Linked DNA regions of Mus musculus: regions 2 and 3 are each linked to region 1. A link is a contact called in public ChIA-PET and capture Hi-C data. All regions are on one chromosome and are shown on one strand. Each heading gives the region's core, a stretch centred on a gene start, on an enhancer-like site or on the middle of the called end of the contact. The rest is flanking DNA. Distances are from core to core; before and after follow the strand shown.

Region 1 (4,481 bases), core at 1,347-3,846:
TATTAAAAAGCTACCACCTGTTGTTGTGTATGTATGTTTGTACAAAGTGGGTCTAGAAATAGGTAAGAATTAAATAAATAAATCCTGGAAATAGGTCATATACAGAAAATCATCTGGAGACCTGTCAGGCTCTATGCAGGGCATTTATCACCATCTTCATAGCTCAGTTTTTTAAGTTATTATGCTACTTCAAGTACAGCATTTGACCTACTTACACTTGCAAATGCTTCTAATGTTAGTGGAAGCACACTAATCGATCCACTCTAGCAGGTTTCTTTCCCTTCCAAATCGGTTCGGTTTTATGCATAGTCACAGAAAACGTTCCAGTAGTGAACTCTCCAAAACCAGTCCAGGGTCAAGTCAGCCTTCTTGGACCCCTCAGACCTGACCTTCAGAAAGCCCCTTGATAACTTGGGTCAACAGATTTGGTCCTGCGTACATGTATTCCTCCTGTCTTGTCTTTTTTTGTGCTTGAGGCTTTGTGCCAGCAGTTAGGCCTCTGTCACCATCTCAGTATTGAGAAGGTATAGGTTCTCCTAATCCTAAAGATACATTTTGTTTCAATTTGTTGTTTTTTTTTTTTTTTTTTGAGACAGAATCACATAGCCCAGGTTAGCCTCAAACTCTTTTTGTATCTGAAGATGACCTTGAGTTCCTAGCCCTTCTGCTTCTTCCTTCCTGGTGCTGGGATTGCAAGTGTGTACCATTATGCCTGGCTCCCAATTCTGCAGAAAAAATGACCCACTCCCTCTCACTCTTTCTGCTTACAAGACAGAAGCCCACCGGGGCTGGGCCACCTACCTCCCAAGACCTCACAGTCGCTGTCCATGCTGTCATGCACACCTGCAAAGATGTTGGCCAGGGTGGACTTGCCCACTCCTTGCTCCCCTATAAGCACTACTCGGTAGTAGGTGTTTCCAGACTCAGAAGAGATGACCGAGTCTGTGGAGTCGGACGACCAGCTCCGCCGGCAGTGCTCTTCCGGAGCAGTAGAGTGGCGGTTTCGGAGGTTGCAGGGGTGGGGATCCTTCTGGACCATCAGATGCCTGGCATCAGCAGGGATACTCCAGCGCTGCTGTGGCTGCATGCCCACAGTGCCTTGGCGCATGGTGACATTATTCAGAGTCATTGCGGGATCCTAGGAATCAGAGCAGTAAAGATGGCAATATGATTAAGAATGAGCCAGGCCCAGGGGCGCTCAACACAGTTGTCTTTGGTGCTTCATTTGATGGGTATGAATTCTTAATGTAAGAATCAACCACTAAACTGTCCCTAAGCCTAGAAAGCAAAATTTTCAACAACAACAACAACACACACACACACACTCAGTAACTAGCTTCTCAATCAGGCTGTCGTTTGTAGTAGCAGTAACACCATCCATCCATTGCCCATAAGCTCCCTCTGTCCTTAAAGGAGCTTTGGAAATCCCACCGGGAGTTGGCACAGAGGCAGCTGGAAGGAACCCATTGCCTCCAGAAATGACATTACCATCAGCAACAAGTTAGAGCTGCTGGGCACCAGCTGGCCAGGTTAACTGTTCTTGTCTAAACATGGCTCTTAATTGCCCCCGCATCCTGCAGTCTTGAGCCTCAGTGGGAAACACGCGGCAATGACATCACTCCCCTGGCTGGACTGGACAGGCACTTTGGGGGAACTTCCATGTTTAGTAAGGTTGCCCTGATGTCCTCCAGCTGCCTGACTGAAGAGGCCGTTATTTGGGGAGTGGGACAGTTTCTGTTTGAGTGCTATGCCTCAGCTCTACCCTCTTATCTACAGAAACTGTTTAGCGTAGCAGCCCTGAGGCTGGTTCTTCTGAGAGGGGAAGGACCTGCTCACATTCAGACACATCACACTTGTACAAAAAGGGCTTCATTCTTAAGGAACGTCGTCCACTCCATGATTTTTTTACTGTATATAATTATTTATTTTAAAAATTGCACCTTTCTGACGTAAATTAGAAGATCAGAGACTCAGTGAAAAGCCACTCAACAACTTCCTACAACTTTTTCCTTGCAAGACTGCCTTGCCTGACAGGCAGTCTGTTCTGCCAAGACTGCCCGAGATAACCGCTCTATGGTTTTTAACTCAGCAAGCTCCCCGCGTGAGCGCAAGGATCACGCTCAGCTCACACACCCTACTCCATACATCACACCTATGCCACGATCCAGAACCAGCCGGTTTCTTTTTAAGTCTTAAAAACAGTCCCTGGGTTGACAGACTTGCGACAGCAGACCTTGAAGTCTGCCGCCTGGCCACCTAATCTGTAAGGTGACACTCCTCCGAAATTGAATTTAGAAACCCCCATCAGAAGCGCATCCTTTGCGCCTGAACTTCTTTCTCCCACGGCAGAACCCCCGGTACAGACCTAGGGAGTCTAGGGACTGGCTGCCTTCCTAACTTAAAAAGTTCGGAGACCAGGAACGCCCCTTCCCACAGAGGCTCCCACTGGGACTGCCCCTCAGCCATGGCCCCTTACTTGGCTGCACTGGGCGCTGGGTGGGCGTCTGCCGTCGATCCGCCTGCTGCAACGCCTGACGTCTGCGATGCGGGCTCCGCAGTCCGAGGCTGTGTGATGTCCGCTGGCAGTGCCGCCTCCTGAAGCCTCCGCTGCCCGCCGCCGTTTATAGCGCGCCCGGCAGCCCCGCGACGGGGCTTTTCCGTGACGTCAGCGCTCCCGCCGGGAGGGGGCGGCTCTGCAGCAAACTGAGTTGCAGCCACTTGGCTAAATCAGTTACTCGTAGTCATGTGACTCCCCTATCCCCTTGAGGGGAGTGAGGGAGAAAAAAAATGACAGTTCAATCGTTGATTTTGTTTTATTTTCTTTTTATCAGGTGGACACTGGAAAAATACACTTAGTGCTACTTAATCGCCCTTCCCAGCAGAGCACTTGTAAGCTGTCTGAATAAAGGATGAGGAAAGAAACAGGCCCAAGCCGCGAGTCCAGCTTTGCCAAGAAAACAGATCCGTCTGAGTGAGCGGGACTCCGGCCTCCAGGATGAGGCTACAGCCACCCTGAGTGGACAGACCACCTTCAGAGCATGCTCTGAGAAGCAACCAGGCCCTTCCTGCTTCCTGACTTCTTATCTCTGACTTGGGACATACTGCTTTGTTTCCTTCTTCTGGAAGAGATCCAAAAGAGAAGAGTCGGAGGAAAGAGTAGGGGATCTTGAAAAGGGGCAGGTTGGCTCCAAGCAGCTTGTGCTAAACACTGCCATCCCCCTGTTTTGGCCACAATGCTGAATCTCCTCCATCAGAAATTTAATCACACCCCAATCAGCGCATCTCAGAACCGAGCTGCTCAGCATGGCTGGAACTTTGGCCTAGAGCCAGGACTTCCCAGCCATGGGGAGATACAAGGAGGCTCAATCCCCTGAGAGAGCCCTACTGCTTCTATCATTTGCTAAGATTTGCAAAGACCTGTGGTTCTGGTGGGCCTGGAGAACCTTGCCCTTACTACAGTTGTGGATTGAGAACAAGAGGCCCTGCAATGAAACCTGCCTTAAGTACATTTTAAACTGCACTGCTAAGTGACCTCTTCCCCAGGACATGGGTATTTCCCGGGGACGTGGGCATTTCCCACATGCTGTGTTTAGAGTCCATGCTAGCCTTTCCAACACATCCATCTGCTTCTCCAGCCAGCTTCTGCTGTGGGTTGGCTGGCGGCCCCTCGGGAAGCAGCCAGCACCAGTGTCTATTGGAGTGGCTGGGCTGCTCTGTGGTTACAACGGTGTCACGAAGGCATCTATGCGATTTGGGAATTATCCAAGTGACCAGCTGCACCTCAGGTCTGTCAGGGACCAAGCTGGCAAAGGTAGAATCCACCAAATAAGAAAGATGGAGAGTGCCTTAGTCTCAAAGGCAGAGCCCCAAATTTATTTATGCACAAGGAAGATAAGAGCCAGAGCCAGAATAGACTATAGTTTGGCCACTCAGGAAGACTTTAGGTGGCCAAACTAAAGTCTATTCTGGGTACCATAAAGCTCTGGATACGGCTCTTCACCAGCCACGTTTTTCCTCAATGTTAACACGGTGGGAAGGGACACGGATGTAGAAAGAAAATGAGGAAAAAGGACTGGGGGGGGGGGGGAGAAGAAAGATGGAAACAATGAGGGAGATGATGGAGAAGGAAGGAGGGGCAGGGAGACAACTACCCAACTGTGAATACGTCTCTGAGGAGAGGCATTTCCACGCAGATATCCACATTTCCTCCCAGGTCTATTGCTCTGGCGACTGTTCTCAACAGAAACACTGTGGTGTCTGTAAGCAAATCACACCATCTCTTAATCCTACTTCTTCACACTGATAAGAATCTCACATTGGGGGATGGGGTAATGGCACATAATTTAAAATAAATTTAAAAAAATAAAAAAGGAGTAGCAAGAAGCTCACATTGGGGAGCTGTGAAGATTGCTCAGTGGGAACGTGCTGCTAAGCGAGCACAGGACCTGAGTTCAGACCCTTGGCACTTACACAGAAACCAG
Region 2 (4,081 bases), core at 540-3,039, 450 kb after region 1:
TGTCCAGCCATTTTCTTTGCCAATCTTGTCTGCCACTGTAGAATGCTTTAAAGTTTAAAGGACCAGGGTGGGAGTTGCCATTTAAAGACAAAATAATTCAGAAACTCAGCCCCAACTTAACACGGCAATCAGTGAACACTGACTGACTTCATTTCTTCAGATTGCTGAGTTCTCCATTCAGCTAGATACTTTTTTACAAAGTGATACAAAGAAGTTGAAAGCATTAACATGACTTTATAATAGCTTTAAATTTATTGCTGGTTTATAAAAGCCTCGATTCGATCAATCAAAGGCTTGCTATCCCAGCTATTCCTGTTTTGTTTTGTTTTCGAGATAGGGTTTCTCTGTATAGTCCTGGCTTTCCTGGACCTCACTCTGTAGACCAGGCTGGCTTCAAACTCAGAAATCTGCCTGCCTCTGCCTCCCAAGTGCTGGGATTAAAGGCATGCGCCACCACTGCCCAGTTTATCCCAGCTAGTCCTAAAGGATATAAGATCCATCAGAATATTTATAGAATAGTTTTACATATTCTATACATGGTTTTATTTTATTCTTTTAAAAAGAAATCTAAAGGGGCTGGTGAGATGGCTCAGTGGGTAAGAGCACCCGACTGCTCTTCTGAAGGTCCAGAGTTCAAATCCCAGCAACCACATGGTGGCTTACAACCATCTGTAACAAGATCTGACTCCCTCTTCTGAAGTGTCTGAAGACAGCTACGGTGTACTTACATATAATAAATAAATAAATCTTTAAAAAAAAAAAAGAAATCTGAAAACAAAACAACAGATAACCACCCAAAAAAGCCCACAAAGAGCTTAATCTATAATCCAGCACTTGGGTGGTTGATTCAATAAAATGGATGCAAGTTCAAGTTTAGCCTGGGCTACATAGTTCCAGGTCATTCTGGGCTACAGAGTGAAACCCTGTTTCAAACAAAGCAAAACAAAACAGGAGAAGCATCTAAAAGAAACTGACTAAATCTGAATTTTTTTCTTTGTTTCTCAGGGTCCCTTTATGAAAACAATCATCTTTAGTAACACATATCTGAAATTTTCTATGAGGTGTGTATAGGATGTCTGGGAGTTTTCTTCAAACTTTCTTCTGGATGTATTTTGTCCGGATCAGCTGGCCAGTCAGCTGATCACAGGAACTCTCTAGAAGGACCAATCTGGCTTTGGCTTTTGCTCTCCAAGTGCTGGGTTTTACAGGAATGCCCCACTACACCATGCTTTTTAGTTTTATTGATAATGATACTTAAGGACCTTTCAGAATGGTGGAACGCGTAAAATAGGGTTTACTGTGCCTAGACTGGAGATCTGAGGAAAATTAACTAGCTTCTTATTCCGAGAGTTAGTCTTGGGAAGTCGCAGAAAAGTTTGTTTTTTTTTTTTTTTTTTCTTTTTTCCGGAGCTGAGGACCGAACCCAGGGCCTTGGGCTTGCTAGGCAAGCACTTTACCACTGAGCTAAATCCCCAACCCCAGGAAAGTTGGATCTTAATTATGTAATAAGCCTTGGGAAACGGGGAGAGGAGTTAGGCTGGAAGGAGTCTCAAAAAGGTAAAGCACCCAAGACAAAGCAACTAGATTTGGTCTCTTTGGTTTTCTTACGAAGACATCGAACTCGCTTCATTTTCTCTGGGAATGTCCAGAGAATCTGGAGAGCCCCGCCAGAATCTAGCTTCTGAAGGGCCAGGAGACTCCATGGCAGCTAAGGGGCGGAGCAGTCTGCTGTTCCCGCCCCTTTCCTCCGAAGTCTAACTGGGATTGGTCGAGAGCGTGGCTAGCTGCGGATCCGGGGCCGGACTCTGGCCGACTACTACGCCATCTTGGGCTGTGCGAGCTGACTAGAGGTTCCGGGCGGTTTCGCTGGATAAAGGGACTGGGCGAGGGTCAGGTTGGAGCCCGGAGGCGGCGGGAGCAGCGGCGGCGGGGGCAGGATGAGCGCGGAGGCGGCGGACCGGGAGGCGGCCACCTCCAGCCGGCCCTGCACCCCGCCGCAGACTTGCTGGTTCGAGTTCCTGCTGGAGGAGTCGCTGTTGGAGAAGCATCTGCGCAAAGCCTGTCCGGGTGAGCGAGCGAGCGAGCGGGCGGGCGGGCGTGGTCTGCGGCCCGCTGCCTTCTGTCCCCCGCTGCCTGAGGCCTGGCCGGCGCCGCTGGGCCCAGCTCGACGGTGCCTCAGCCGGGAACGTCGCCGCGGAGCGTCTGCGGAAAGTTTCAGACAAAGGCTTTCGGTCTGCCGCGGTCCTCACAGCGAAGGGCGCCCGCACTCGCCGTGCGGGGGTCGGGTCGCCGATGTCGCACGGCCCTGGGGGTGACTTCGTGAGGGGAGAGCGGCTCTGCGGAGCCTAGAGCCGGCCGTAGCCTTCGGTTCATTCAGCCAGGGGATTGTGTATTTCACTGTTGAACCCCGAATTAATATAAATCCCCCGAAAACAGCTGCTTCGGCTGTTGTATAGGGATACCCGTGTTGGGCAAGGAACATGGCCCTTTTCCTCTTTCGGGCATTTTGGTAAAGGTACAATGTAAGGTCTTTACCTTTAGTTTGCTCAGTTCTCATCCGAATTTGGCCTTGTAGGAGACTACTTTGTGAAAAGTTGGCATCATTGGTGGGGCAGTTTTACCAAGTGTATCTCAGTGCTTTTAGAGCTTTCCTATTGACACATTGTTAGGGGCTAGGGTGCCAAGCCTCCGTGCTTAGCTCTTTAAATAGGTTGCGGTCCTTAGCGAAGCCTTCATTATAGTGAAGAAAGTGGCATTAGCCGCTACTTTACTGGTGGGAAACAAAGCTAGAGACAGTTCAATAAAAGACCCCTGTCAAAACACTACTTCTTTCCTCCAATTGGCATTGGTCTTATCTTGAACTGGGAACCTGTAATGCTTAGTTCTTCTCTGTGAAATGCTTTGTTATGAATCAGTTTTGAATCGTCCCCAGACCCTCTTGCTTATTAATTAAGCTGGCAAACGCCGATCTGCAGCTGTCTCTGACCACACCTCCAGATGTTTCGTGCCCCCCAAGTACCATAGTCTTTAGTATACGCGAATCCTTTTGCGTTTTTATAACGAAAACTTTAAGAATTTAATTTCTTTTAAATCCTAGATCCTGCACCAGTTCAGCTTATAGTTCAGTTTTTGGAGCAGGCTTCCAAACCTTCAGTTAATGAGCAAAACCAAGTCCAGCCTCCACCTGATAACAAGAGAAATCGCGTCCTAAAGCTTCTTGCTCTTAAAGTTGCTGCACATTTGAAGTGGGATTTAGACATACTGGAGAAAAGGTATAAAGCTGTAAATGGCATTACATTTGAAGCAGTGTTTGAATGTCTTTGTTTCTGTCTGGATTCTAATGTTTTTCTGATAGTGGCTTAAAATAAATTACTTTTCTGCATGTTCATGGCAAAACATTCAAGCATGTAAAGAAGGTATTAAGAAAGTAAACCTAGACATGTGTGTAGTCCCAATAGCCTGAGGCTGAGGCAGCAGGCTTACTAGAGCCCCCAAGTTAAGAGACCAGACAGGACAGCAGGGTAACTCAAACCATCCAACTCTGTAGGAAAGCTGCAGTAGATAAACCACCCTTTAAGGTAAAGAGAAAACTGTCTTCTTGTGGTACTAGAAATTACAGCCAGGGTCTCTGTTTTTTACCACTAGTAGCTGAGTTAATTATTGCTTCAGGCGTGGTAACATGAGAAAGTCCAGACTGAGTGCTGTAAATGTTTTGGTTAGCAGTTGATTTACTCTTGGATTTGTTACTTTTTGGCCAGGGATCATTGACGCCTCCCCAAACTGTTACCATCGCTACTCAAGTCAGCATTGACTGACTTAAACGCAAATAGTTCCAAAGGGATGCTTAGAAATTTACTTATTTTAATCCTTTCTTTCAATTTAAAAAATAAAAGGAGTACCTGAAGAACGTATAAAGACAGACATAACATTTTTGTGTATTTTTTTGTCCTGGTTTGCCCAGTGTTCTGGTTTTTTAGTGTCAGACTGAGCCTAAGCCTCAGAAGTGCTAGGGACGCAGTGCCACCAAGAGTGTCAACGCTTCCTTCTATTTTTATTATTTTTGTTTTGTTTAGAAATTCTG
Region 3 (4,346 bases), core at 375-2,874, 470 kb before region 1:
GCGTCATGTACTCTTTGAGAACACTCAAACCATATTCAAATTGGCCAGTTCTGCTTCAGCCTTCAGGGTACTCAGGCACTGTTTTGCACTAGGCTGGATTGGAAAAAATGAAGAATCACCAGACAGGGTGGGTCCTGGGTCTGCAGGAACTCTGTTGGCTGGACGTTTTTCCAGAGTTACAGCTCTCTTTATTTGAGGAAAATAAGGGCTATATAAACCTTGGGTAGTGGGTAGGTATTTTTCAGGGTGAGTGTACATTATTGGTTGGTACTGAGGTACTGGGAATGCTTCATCTGCATGAAGAGGAATTCCAGGTGCTTAAGCCTGTAATGTAGCCACCAGGCTATGTGACTACCTCAATGGTGGTAGAGGTGTGGGTCACAAGGATACATGCACTACCATGGCATGCAGGCCCAGAACAAGGAGGGAGCAATTCTTACTCCTACTGGTCTTAAGATGAGCTTTTAGGGGGTGGGGTTGGACACATCTGGCTCCCTACCTCCCAATTGCAGAACTTATTTGCTCAGCACCATAGCATTTAGTGAAATTATACTGCTAGTAACAGACTCGCCACCTGGAAAGGCAGGAAAGAACCTAGCTGAACAGAACCAAAGAAGAACCATCTGTGTCGTTTACAGAATCCTAAACTGACTAGTGGAGTTGTGGAAGCCACTAGGCCTTATAATTTGTTTATACAACGAAACCTGACACGGTAGCACATTTCTGGGCTGTGTTATATGTGTTTGACTGTTTGGCTAGCTTTATCATTCCACCAAGGCTGTGAGCACTGTAAGAGCAAAGACTTTATTCTCAGAAATTATGGGCATTTGAGAAGTAGACAAAGCTTGAAGTTGGACCCCAAGTTCACTCGGAAGAGAAGACTCCCTCTCAGAAGCTAGAGGAAGGCTCTGGGTTATCTGTGACTCTTCCAATTGGGGAACCTTCATTCAGGCCCATACCTCGACTGGGTCTAACAATCTTTTTCACAAAGTAGAAACTCAGTTACCTGCAAGAGGGGGAACAGATGGCATTAAAGACCAGTAAAGATGAGGGAGTAAGCACTGGTGTGCTTTTTTTTCTGTTTCTGTTTTGTTGTTACTGTTCTTATTTTTATTGTTGTTATTGTTGTTTGTTTGTTTCTGTTTGGTTAATTTGACCAAAGTTAGAGTTACCCGAGAAGAGGGAACATTCAGAAAATGTCCCTATCAGATTGACCTGTAGGCTGTTTTCTTGATTGATGATTGACATGGAAGGGTAGACAGTATTGCCCCTGTGCAAGAGGTCCTGGGGTATATAAGAAAGTCAATCAAATAGGCCAGCCAGCAGTGTTGCTACATGGCCTCTGCTTCAATTCCTGCCTCCAGGTTCCTGCCCTGAGTTCCTTAAAGAACTGTGACTTGGGATATGTCAGCCAAAGAAATCCTTTCCTCCTCAACTTGATTTTTGTCGGGGTCTCATCACAGCTATAGAAATCTAACTTATAGAGCGGTTCTTTTCCAAAGGCAGCTTCCACGAGCCCACACGTTGTCTCATTCAACAGAGAAGCACAGGGACAAGCTTCGCATTAAGTCTGAACCCCGTTCACCTTTATTTTCCTGTACCCCTTCCGGTTGCTGGTGGGTTGGTTTTCCTCCTTCGCTCCCAGAAGCCTGGGAGGGCTAGAGAGCTGCAGGAGCTGAAGGAGGATGCTTGGTGTTCCCTCTGCCCCATGCCCTCTGGTCTCCCTTGCCCTGCTCTTGACCGCCGGGGCGCGCGCCGCGTCGCCACGGAAACGCCGGGCAGGCGGGGCGGCGCGCACTGCGCGCTCTCAGCTCCCGGTAGAAGTGGCGGCGTCGCCTGCTCCCGCGCGCCCTGGCGGCCCGGAGCCGCGCTCGTTGGGCTCCCATCCTGGGTCCCGGGCGGCGGGAAAGGCAAGATGTTGAGGCGCAATCTGGATGAGCGGTAACCGCCGGGGCCTCGTCGTGCAGGCTGCCCGAAGGAAAGGGCCGGGTGGGAGAGAGGAGCCGGGCCGAGGGCCTGGAAGCCGGTTGGGGCGGGAGGAGGCCGCACGGTCCCCGTGGCGCTCTGCAGTCCGTCCACCCGGATGAGGCGAGTGCCGGGCCGAGAGAGTCTCCCGGCCGATCGGTCCCCCTGAGCTGGGCCGGGCCCTGCCGCGGTACAGAGCCCGGGAGGCCGCAGGTGCCCAGGCCGCAGCAGCGCCGCCCCTTCTCGGCCCACCAGGCCCGGGCCCTTTCCCGGGCCTGCAAGGTTCTAGGCAGGACCAGAGCCTGCGTGAGGTCCTAGAGAAGGCGCGGGCCTCTGGAAGAGTTGGGAATGTTGCCCTTCAGGGCTTTAGGGAGGCCCGGGAATGTTTGCACGTAAAATTAACGGGGCACCTTCTTACTGTTTTAAGAACAGTGTTCTGTGTCTCCTTTTTCTAGAGATGCTCAAACAAAACAACTGCAGGATGCTGTCACAAATGTGGAGAAGCATTTTGGAGAGCTTTGCCAAATCTTTGCTGCTTATGTACGGAAAACTGCCAGGCTTCGAGACAAAGCCGACCTCCTAGTGAACGAAATCAACCTGTATGCCTCTACCGAGACACCAAATTTAAAGCAGGGTCTGAAAGACTTTGCTGATGAGTTTGCCAAACTTCAAGATTATCGCCAGGCAGAGGTATGAAGTGAGGTTCTGGTGTCATAGCCAAATTCCTACAAAGTGTGTAAAAATTGTGGACTTTTCGTTGTAACCTACCCAGCAGTGGTGAATGTACCCTTGATAAATGCCTTTCCTGTCTGTAACAGTGTGGGTTCGCTATATGGAACCTTTCTGTGACCTGATAGCTTTCAAACTAAACGTCAGGTGTGGTTGAAGTCTGAGTTTACCACTGCATTTGCCAACAGGGTAACAGGGAACATGCATCCAGAAAAGGTAACCTATATAGCAGTCGTGCAGAAGAAAAGCACCTGTATGGCCTGTGTGGGCCAAGTGCGTTTTAAAGAATGACTAGAAATGGAAATGCTGAAAATGACAAAATCACAAAGTACTAATAAATGGGCTACACGTTGCTGATTTTCCCATGGTTTGAAAGTCGAACGAAATCGGAAAGCTATGATTTATAACACAAGTGATACAGCTGAGAGGCTGGCTGTGTGTTTGCTTTGAGTGACCAGAGCTTTGCTCTTGGGAGATCTTTCTAAAATACAGTCTTTTCTTAATACTGCATAAGCGTTTTCACTTACTTCTTATAGGTACCAGTTAACATAGTTGGCTCGTTCAAATTCCATTGCTTTTTTTTTTACTTTTGTAACAAGCCCCATTGATCTTTCTTATGCTTAAAGCCTAAAACAAATTTTCACTTACTGAAAATTAAAAAGAGAAATAATCTATGAAGTTATCATCATCATGTATATAAAACTCGAATACTAATCCCCTGGGGATAACTATAAGAAAAATGTTGAGTTCTTGGCATACATTTCTTCTATAACAAGAAATACTCAGTTATACATGGTAACTGGAGATGTAATGTTTCAGAAATAGTTTTTATTCACAGATAATCCTAAAGTCCTATTTTACCAATAAGTTCCCCTTTCTAGAAAAATTTTATGCTAGTTATCAAATAGCAAAGTGGATTGATTTGCGTTTGCTCTGCTCTGTTTCCCTGCTTACCAAATGGTGGAGATGCTAATGAACATGGCAAAGGTAGGCAAGGGAAAGACAAGGGAAGCTGTTAGGACAGACACGGATAGACCTCACAGTGTGTGGTAGTAGAGCTGGTGGACATTAGACTGGCCCGAGGAGTCATAACATTGATCTTAAAATTCTGAAATTTAAATGATTATTTTTTACATTTTCCAAAACTCTTTTAAAGTGAAACATCCATATGACATCATTTCCAAACACTAAAGAACTAACATGAAATGAAATGAAATGAAATGAAATGATTAGGTAAACATTTACCATTGTAAAAAGCATTTTATTTGCTGTAAAATGTTTGTTTTAAGCAATAGATGTCATTTGCTTGCCCACCCTGGCAAAGTCTCAGTGCCTCATCATTTTCTTGTTATATGTATTGGTATAACATTTTTCCTTCAGTTCCTTTTACTAGTGTTATTAAAAGAATTGCTATTACTTTGTGATGAAAATTTAATGAGTTTGAGAAACTATTTAATTATAGATAAAAAGAGATCAGGTGTACAGTTTGGCAGATCAGCAACACTAAGCCCATTTATCTTGTTCTCTGGGCTTTGATACATTATAAGTGACTGTTTAAAACAATTCGGCTAATACAATAATTCCTAAGCTGTTTGCTCTTTAGGGTTGTGTTCCTTTAAATGTTCCTAACAACACTGTATTTTTCAGCTTTT

Evidence for each region. ChIA-PET counts read pairs in DNA pulled down with a chosen protein or histone mark. Capture Hi-C pulls out chosen DNA fragments and counts their contacts.
Region 2: an RNA polymerase II ChIA-PET map of effector CD8 T cells shows a contact between it and region 1, with 5 read pairs. The contact joins the promoter of Ints8 here to the promoter of Gem in region 1. A contact is called at or near these places in 1 of 115 datasets of contacts at active chromatin or transcription factors (effector CD8 T cells) and 1 of 9 other capture datasets (pancreatic islet).
Region 3: a capture Hi-C map of embryonic stem cells shows a contact between it and region 1, with 4 times the contacts expected there. The contact joins the promoter of Cibar1 here to the promoter of Gem in region 1. A contact is called at or near these places in 1 of 39 promoter capture datasets (the 3T3-L1 cell line), 2 of 115 datasets of contacts at active chromatin or transcription factors (effector CD8 T cells and large pre-B cells) and 2 of 9 other capture datasets (adipose tissue and embryonic stem cells).

What each region holds. Positions count from the first base shown.
Region 1 is chr4:11,702,562-11,707,042 of GRCm38.p6, reverse strand. Gem (GTP binding protein (gene overexpressed in skeletal muscle)) reads right to left here and starts at 2,596. Exons shown (of 5, transcript NM_010276.4): 1 at 2,477-2,596; 2 at 802-1,138. The coding sequence starts at 1,129.
Region 2 is chr4:11,251,967-11,256,047 of GRCm38.p6, reverse strand. Ints8 (integrator complex subunit 8) reads left to right here and starts at 1,789. Exons shown (of 27, transcript NM_001159595.1): 1 at 1,789-2,067; 2 at 3,098-3,272. The coding sequence starts at 1,938.
Region 3 is chr4:12,169,293-12,173,638 of GRCm38.p6, reverse strand. Cibar1 (CBY1 interacting BAR domain containing 1) reads left to right here and starts at 1,624. Exons shown (of 9, transcript NM_026558.5): 1 at 1,624-1,941; 2 at 2,421-2,655. The coding sequence starts at 1,709.